2 separate regions of the Rattus norvegicus genome follow, and region 1 is linked to region 2. A link is a contact called in public Hi-C data. All regions are on one chromosome and are shown on one strand. Each heading gives the region's core, a stretch centred on a gene start, on an enhancer-like site or on the middle of the called end of the contact. The rest is flanking DNA. Distances are from core to core; before and after follow the strand shown.

The links. A called contact is a pair of places that touch in the nucleus more often than the background predicts.
Region 1: a Hi-C map of the A7r5 cell line shows a contact between it and region 2, with 8 times the contacts expected there. The contact joins the enhancer-like site here to the promoter of Sulf1 in region 2. A contact is called at or near these places in 8 of 12 Hi-C or Micro-C datasets (the A7r5 cell line, the Rat2 cell line, Schwann cells and 5 more).

The regions. Positions count from the first base shown.
Region 1 is chr5:12,276,779-12,281,250 of GRCr8, reverse strand. The region is part of intron 7 of C5h8orf34 (similar to human chromosome 8 open reading frame 34); the gene reads left to right. Among named protein-coding and RNA genes, the nearest start is that of C5h8orf34, 280 kb to the left of the region's middle. Within about 2 kb of position 3,215, at least 3 of the 93 cell types and tissues checked have an H3K27ac peak or open chromatin away from gene starts, as enhancers often do. A contact at or near this core is called in the A7r5 cell line, where this site is marked.
Region 2 is chr5:11,306,870-11,310,758 of GRCr8, reverse strand. Sulf1 (sulfatase 1) reads left to right here and starts at 2,137. Exons shown (of 22, transcript NM_134378.3): 1 at 2,137-2,306.

The DNA.
Region 1 (4,472 bases), core at 1,966-4,465, 970 kb before region 2:
AATTCTGAGAGAATCCCCATCGCTGACCTCAAGCAGTATTACAGAGCAATAGTGACAAAAACTGTATTGTATTGGAACAGAGACAGGGAGGTAGAACAATGGAATAGAACTGAAGACCCAGTAATGAACCCACACACCTATGGTCACTTGATCTTTGACAAAGGAGCTAAAACCATCCAATGGAAAAAAAAAAACCCAAAATGGTGCTATTTCCACTGGAGGTCAGCATGTAGAAGAATGCAAATCGATCCATTCTTATCTCCTTGTACAAAACACAAGTCCAAGTAAATCAAGGACATCCACCTAAATTCAGATACACTCAAATTAATAGAAGAGAAAGTAGGGAAGAGACTCAAACACACAAGCACAGGGGAAATTTTCCTGAACAGAACACCAGTCGCTTATACTCCATGATCAAGAATCAACAAATAGAGTCTCATAAAATTGAAAAGCTTCTGTAAGGCAAAGGACACTGTCAATAGGACAAAATGGCAACCAACAGATTGGGACAAAGATGTTTATCAATCCTACATCTGATAGTGGGTTGAAGAACTCAAGAAGTTAGACTCCAGACAACCAAATGCCCCTATTAAAAAAATGGAATTCAGAACTAAATGAAGCATTCTCAACTGAGGAATATCAAATAGCTGAGAAGCACCTAAAGTTCAACATCCTTAGTCCTCAGGGAAATGCAAATCAAAACAACCCTGAGATTTCACCTCACACCAGTGAGAATGGTTAAGATCAAAAACTCAGGTGACAGTAGATGCTGGCGAGGATGTGGAGAAAGAGGAACGCTTTTCCATTGTTAGTGGGATCATTAGCTGGTACAACTACTCTGGAAATCAGTCTGGAGGTTCCTCAGAAAATTGAACATAGTACTACCTGAGGACCCAGCTATACCACCCCAAGGCATATACCCAAAAGATTCTCCAACATGGAGAAAGGACACTTGTTCCCCTATTTTCATGGCAGCCATATTTATAAGAGCCAGAAGCTTGAAACAACCCAGATGTTCTTCAACAGAAGAATGAATACCGAATATGTGGCATAATTATACAATGGAGTACTACTCAGCTCTCAAAAACAATGACTTCATGTAATTAATAGGCAAATAAATGGAACTAAAAAATATCCTGCTGAGGTAACTCAATCACACACACACACACACACACACACACACACACACACACACACACACCACATACACACACACAAAACCCACATACGGTATATGCGCTCACTGATAAGTACTTATTAACCCAAAATCTTGGATTACCCAAGACACAATCCACAAACAACATGAAGCTCAAGAAGAAGGGCAACCAAAATGTGCAGTTCAGTTCTTCTTACAAGGGGGAACAAAATACTCACAGCAGGAAATACAGAGACAATATGTGGAGCAGAGACTAAAGGAAAGGTCATCCAGAGACTGCCTCACCTGGTGGATCCATCCCATATACAGTCATCAAACCCAGACAATTTTGTGGATGCCAAGAAGGGCATGCTGACAGGAGTCTGATGTAGCTGTCTTCTGAGAGGCTCTGCCAAAGCCTGACATTACAGAGACAGAAGCTGGCAGCCAATCATTGGACTGAGTAGAGGGTCCCCAATGGAGGAGTTAGAGAAAGGACTGAAAGAGCAGAAGAGGTTTGCAACCATATACGAAGAACAACAATATCAACCAACCAGACTCCCAGAGCTCCCAGAGACTAAACCACAAACCAAAGCGTACACATGGAAGGACCTATAACTCCAGCCCCATATGTAGCAGAGGATGGCCTTATCAGGCATCATTGGTCCTTTCAAGGTTTGATGCAGGAAGAAGTGGGTGGGTGAGTAGGGGAACACACTTATGGAAGCAGAGGGAGGGGAAAGGAGTAGGGGGTTTCTGGAGGGGAAACCAGGAAAGGGTATATTTGAAACATAAATATAAAAAATATCCAGTAAAAGAAAAGAAAAAAGAAATCATATGTAAGTTGGACATTTTGCAAACTTATTATACGTGGATATGCACATAAATCAATTCATTTCTTAAGGCATTTCTTTTTTTAAAAAAATAGTTATTTGCCAGGGATGGTGGCATAGGCTGCCTGCAATCTCCTGTTGCAGGAGGCAGAGGTGGGAAAGCCCCAGGTATTCTGAAAAACACAATAAAACCTTGTGTCAGAAAATTGTAGTTAATTTCTAAAACTATATATCTTTTTACTGTGACTACTTTAGGTGCTCACACGAAGTATTTATAAATGCCTCCATTGCTTTATAGAAAATTTTAAATACTTCCTGTCTTAAGTGGTGCCTACTCTCAGTATCCTCCTCAGATCTGTCAGTATCAGCAGCCTCAGGCATAGACTTTGAGGTCCCACATATACCTGTTAAATTATCCTCTTCAATTTACTCAGATCACGTCTGGTTTATATGGTACAAAACGTAAAATTGAAAATAGAATTTCAAGAGTCAACTTGAAGATAGGCGTAGTGGTTTTTGTCTGTAGTTATAGAGTTCAAAACGTGGTAGAGGAGGTTATAATGTCTAGGACATCCTGGGCTACATAGTGAGTTCCAGAGCAGGTTGAACTGCACAGACATAACCCAATTTAAAAAGGCATAATAATAAACTCAAGAATAATTACTACTAATTAGGTTAATTTAAACATATGCCAGTACTGTAATGAGCAAAGCAGAATTCTGTAATAGTAAAAGTATTAAATTCCTCTATGAATTTGTGTATTACTTTGCACATTTTGAGTCATTTTATTATCTACTCAAACATGCAAATAACCAAAACATCTTTTAAAATGCACGTTACACACTGACTTTAAAATAGCCTTGCACTGTTAAAAGTGAGGTGAAAGAGAAAATGGAGGCAAACTTACCAAAACTACTTTGTTCTATAAATTCGCTGCACCACCAGGGGGTGCTAATGCTTTTTATTTGCAATTTTCCAACACTTTCAGGAAGTCCCACAAAGGGAAACCTTGGCACAGGCTGTTAAAATGGAAACCTGCGTTACAAATGAAAGGTGCTGCACGCTATGCCTTTATGCAAAATTAATAATTAAAGAAACGTTTCTGAAAACGTTCTTATGCAACTTTTTTGTAAAGTTTGGAGAACAGATTAACATATAAATACTGAAGAAATGAGCTGCAGTGTAATCATCGTGCGAGGTGAACAGTGTAAGAGATGGCCACCACTGTCTATATGCTTCTGTGTACTTCCGGTGTCATTTCCCAACACGACCACAGCGAGATTGCATCTATACTCAGCTTAAAAATAACTTTAAAAGTGAAAGGAAAAGGAAGGAGAAAGGCGGGAGCTCATTTGCTAGATTATTCTGATTTTAAATTTTACTGGAAGCAAAGTTAAATTTTAGGACACAAAAGCAAAAGGTTTGGAATCCTGTGAATGGTCATCATCGTTTACAATGTTGAGATAGTCTCTCTCCTGTCCTGCCTTTATTAACAACATTAGGAGCCTAATAAGAACTGGAGTCGTGGTGGGCTCCTGATTATACCTGTTTAGTTAGATCTACCCCAAGTGAGTGGCAGACAAGAAACCTAAACTACTCTAAGTGTTCTTCAGTTAGGAGATGTTGAGTCTTTGAAATCACGGGATTGGCGTGGTGTGATAGTTCTAATAAGGTTTGGAGCAAACCAGTGCAGGTGGCTTTCCTTGTTAACTTTCTTCTAAGTAAGACCTAAGAGGAGGGAGAAGACAGACAGACAGAGGGAGAGGGAGAGAGGTTGTCACTGATACAAATACATCGCATCTTAAGCATTTAACTTACTAGCAGGCTTTTAACTTTTACTCACACTTGAATTACTCAAGTACAGGTAAATTCGGCACAATTGCATGCGTAATCTAAATTTCATTCGTTGTTTTTCTAATTATGGGAAAAGACCTTTCTTGGAGCTGTTAAAATTCAACAAATGGCTATGACACCTAACCTTATACCCTTTGGCCTGTATCCACGTCAAGTCACAGTGACTTAACGTGAAAATAACAGGCTTTCTATGGGTTACGTTTCAGAAAGCTCAGAGGTTCACAGATTATGCTCACCTCATTAAAACACGGGGCATTTTTCAAAATTGCATACAAAGCAAATTTCCTCGGTGTCAAACGAGCATTAAAGGTTAACTCATATTTACTGCTACTTTGGGCTCTGACCATCAACGCTGGTTCTCCTCTCCTCTTCAGTAATGTGGTCATAACCGAGCATGCTGCTGCTCCTCTCTGGTAACAGCGTGGCTTTTCTTTGGTGCATCTTGAGGAGGAGGAAGAGATCTGTGAGGGTCTCAAGGGTCGATTAGCAAATGTTGTGGGAGCGGATAATGAAAATAGTTTCATAGGAATGAAAGTGTAAATATCTTCCATCCTTGAATCTAGAAAGAGAAACAAGAAATGGAACCTGATATTTCTTTACATGCTTTCCTTCTGGCTTTGTCTCTCTCTACCCAATATCTGAACTATTGG
Region 2 (3,889 bases), core at 888-3,387:
ACTACAAAGGGACACAGAACAAGCATGGGCCAGCATCTACAGCAGCCTTGAACTTTTTACTTAAAACAAGTATTAAATGGGATAAATAGCTGGAAAAAAAATCAAGAAAAGAGACGGAATCGCCAAAATCTAATGAAAAGCTCTATAGTGGAATGTAGAATGAAAAGTTCGCGTTGAAAAGCGTCTCAAACAATAACGTAAGTCAGAGACAGGACCCCTTGGGAAATGTCTCCTGGAAGGGAGGTTGCAAGCCCAGGATGGATGAAACATATTGATTTAACACCTTGACGGTTTCTTAAGTTTTACTTTTGTAACTCAACTTACAGTTTAAGAGATTGCAAACTGACTTAATAATGTCTCCCCGGTCTTTGCTTCTATGCCGTTGAGGCAGTCCAGATTTCCAGCCTGAGGTCTGGCTGAATTAACTATCACCCACTCCTCCAAAAACAAGACGGAATAAAATTGCCCGACAGTAATTGGCACTATTAAAATTTTACGGTGCCCCAGGGAAGCGTTGGGCCTGTCCTGCCAATTGCACTGTTGACAATGTCTGTGTTGCTTATGTATGTGGATGTGGGTGCCTGGAGTCCTGGGTAGCTTAGTGAGTTTGTGATACATTGTAAAGCGGACACCTTATAATCACTCTGGGAAGATAATAAGCAAATGAAGTCAGAACTCCCACCTCCCCACCCGCCTCCCCTTCCTTTTTCCTGAGGACACAGTAGGGGAGATATCACTCCAGCAAGCTCTCCTTTCCTCCTCTCTGTGCTTTGTAAACTTGCATCGGGAGAAAGTGATATATAACATCACAGAAACAGGTGAAGCAGAGAGAGCCAATCAGCCAATGTGGCTTCTTACTGAAAAAAAAATCTTTTTATGACATGGATACGCCAAATATCAGCTACCTATTTGTAATCTGGACTTCTAAACCTTCCTCCCATCCCCTCCCCCACTCCCATAAGTGATCGGTTTTCTCACCACAAAGCTCAAAAGGTGTAATATTTAAATGTTAGCCTCCAACAGGCACAGCTAGGCAGTAGGTGGTATTTAAAATTCCTCTTTACTCTTTAAGATTATCCAAATTCCTTGAATGTCTGATGGAATTTTTGAAAGGATAAGATTTTTTTTAAGTAAGGAATTTATTTCTCAAAATCGTCTTATCTGTAACAAATGTAATACTTTTCTGAGTCAGGTTATCAATGTAATTACTTTTATAAGAACAATTTTCAGAGAAACTACCTTTTGAGAAAAAAAAGTACACAAGAAGGATGTATTAAACACCCCCAAATTGAAAACACTTCAAGGCAAAATAGTTAATGAGATGCTCGGGCTACGTGGATGTTATAAGCACAATTAACTAGAAACCAATAAAAATAATTGCTGGCAGAGTGTAGCCTTCTAGTTCCAGGAGCTGTGGTCCAGAGACGGCTGTGGATGTAGGAAGTGATTAAAAGCCAGCTTTATCTGGGAAAGCGTGAGCTGCTTTGGAGAAGTAGAGCGAAATGGTTTTCATTGACCATCTCTGCTTAGCCGGAGAGACACGTGAAGAGCCCAGGGAGAAAAAGAAGTTTCGGCTCAAAGCTGCGACACCACCCCCCAAGCCCTTCCAGGAATGTTGGAGGCTGCCGCCCCCAATCAAAGGGAGGTAGGAGTTTAGATTTCAAAATGTAGATGTCACATTTCAGTGCAAACTACTCCCACATTTAACACTTTATCAGCATGACAAGAAGAATCTTTTATCTCCCGTGGAGTGATGGGGGGAGCGGCTGGCTGAGGACATTGCCCTCAATAGACGGGCTGTAAAAGATTTTTAGTGTTCCTGGGCATCCCACCGAGAACCCCCTCCACCCACCGAGGAGCACAGAGACTTGTGAAAAGTAAGGCACAACTGGCCACCAGAATAATTCATCCGCTCTACCTTCCCCGCCGCACCTCCCACTCCTCTTTTTGTAGCAGTCCTTTCTCTCCGAAAATCTCAGGTTACTTGGCTGGGGAGTTCTCCGACCTCCCCGTCCCTGCCCAGCCCTCCGCCTCCAATCGGTGCGAGACTCTCAGTCCCAGCAATTGGATTGGGCAGCCTGTCTTGACACAGCACTGTGCTGAGTGCTTGAGGACGTGTTTCAACAGATGGTTGGGGTTAGCGTGTGTCATCACATTCGAGTGGGGATTAAGAGAAGGAAGGCTGCCCTGCTGGAGCTGTGTGGTCTTCTCCAAGTGAGAGTTGCAGGCAAAATCCAAGTACTTGGCTTTGGGGAAGAGGAGGAGGAATTCATTTGCAGCAGCCACAAGAAACGCTGTGTTTTCAGGTAAAGTAAAAGACACCAAATCAATTCTCTCTCTCTCTCTCTCTCTCTCTCTCTCTCTCTCTCTCTCTCTCTCTCTCCCCTTCCTCCTCTCTCCCTCTCTCCTCTCCTATCCCCTCCCTCTCCCTCTCTCTCTTTCTCGCTCTCTCCCTCTCTCTCTCGCCGTAGTTTGGAATGTAATGCTAGCCCAGCACACTTGTCAAAGCCGGTCCTCGCCGTTCCATCAATGCTGCTATTGTACGGCTGACAGATAACAGTGCTCATAGCTCCGGCTCGGCTATCTTTGTAGCGCTAACGCTTCTCGGACGTTGCTTTGGAAGGTGTAACGAAGAAACTGTCTTTGGGAGCCTGGGTGCCATGAGGTCCCCGTTATAGTCGCAAAAAAGTAGGTGCGGATTGCTCATCAAGGATGGGCAAGGCCAAGAAAGCGTTTGTTTTAGCTCTCACCATTAAAGAGTTCACTTTGAAGCTGTTGCGTTCCCCTTCTCAAAAAGGAAAGATTCTTAGGGTCTATGGTCAGCCGACAGAGTCGGAAACGCTTTGTTAACCGAATTTGTGCAAGGTAGATTGGGTCGATTTGGGATGGAGCCCAAATGGGTTTTTAATCATTTTTGGAAACTAAGTCTGGTTGGGGCTGGCTACCGTCGGTGCAGCCTTTGGGTCGGCTCTGAAACCCAAATGCTCAGAACTGGAAGCAAAGCAAATAGGGAAGTAGGAGGAAGTCGCTCTCTAACGTAGCCCAGTGCCGCTGCAGAGGGAGCAGATGGATGTAATTCACTTGCAGATCTGTGTGTGAGTTTTACAAGTGAGGAAAAACTGAAGGAGCCTATCTGGGATGGACCATTGAAGTCGATGCGTTTATAGGCTTTAAACAATGTTAATTAAATGTAAATAGATGTTCAGCTCTGCCTATAAACAAATAAACAAAAAGATTTTAATTACAAATTAGTCATTGGAAATTAATGGTCATCCGGGTGCCCAGCAACAGTGAGTTGTCATCTGATGTGCGGCTAACTGCTCTGCCAAAATCACCCACCAGGATTTAATTGAATGGAATATAACAAGGGACATTACATGCTACATCTTGTGTCATTAAAAAAAAAAGAGCCTTTCAAATTGGTGCCTTATTTTCTGAGGGATTGAAAGGGTATTTTTATTTTTTCAAGTGTTTGAGCAGGATGGGTGAGTCTGGGCTACTATTTTCACTGCACTCAGAGACTGACTTGCTCCCTGAGAAACCTACTCTTGTCCTACAGGGATTGGGAAATTGGGTAGAGCAATGCAACCTGGTCCTTACACTTGCAGGTGACAGATTTTTGTACAGAGCACTGCAGGTAGGAGCTATGTGATAGGCAGAGACGCCAGGGACGCTGTGATTTGACTTGAGGTCTCTAACGTTTGGTTTCAGTCTCATATTTTTGTAATCATAGAACTGATTTTTAAAAAAACCATCTTAAAAACAAAAGTTAAGACAAAACCAGTATCCCAGTACAGTGCTGAGGTGTCTGTTGTCCGGATGTCCTGCAGTCAAGGTCTGAACATCTTCAGTGAAGAGCATTGCCCCACAGTGATTCTGAGCGCTATCT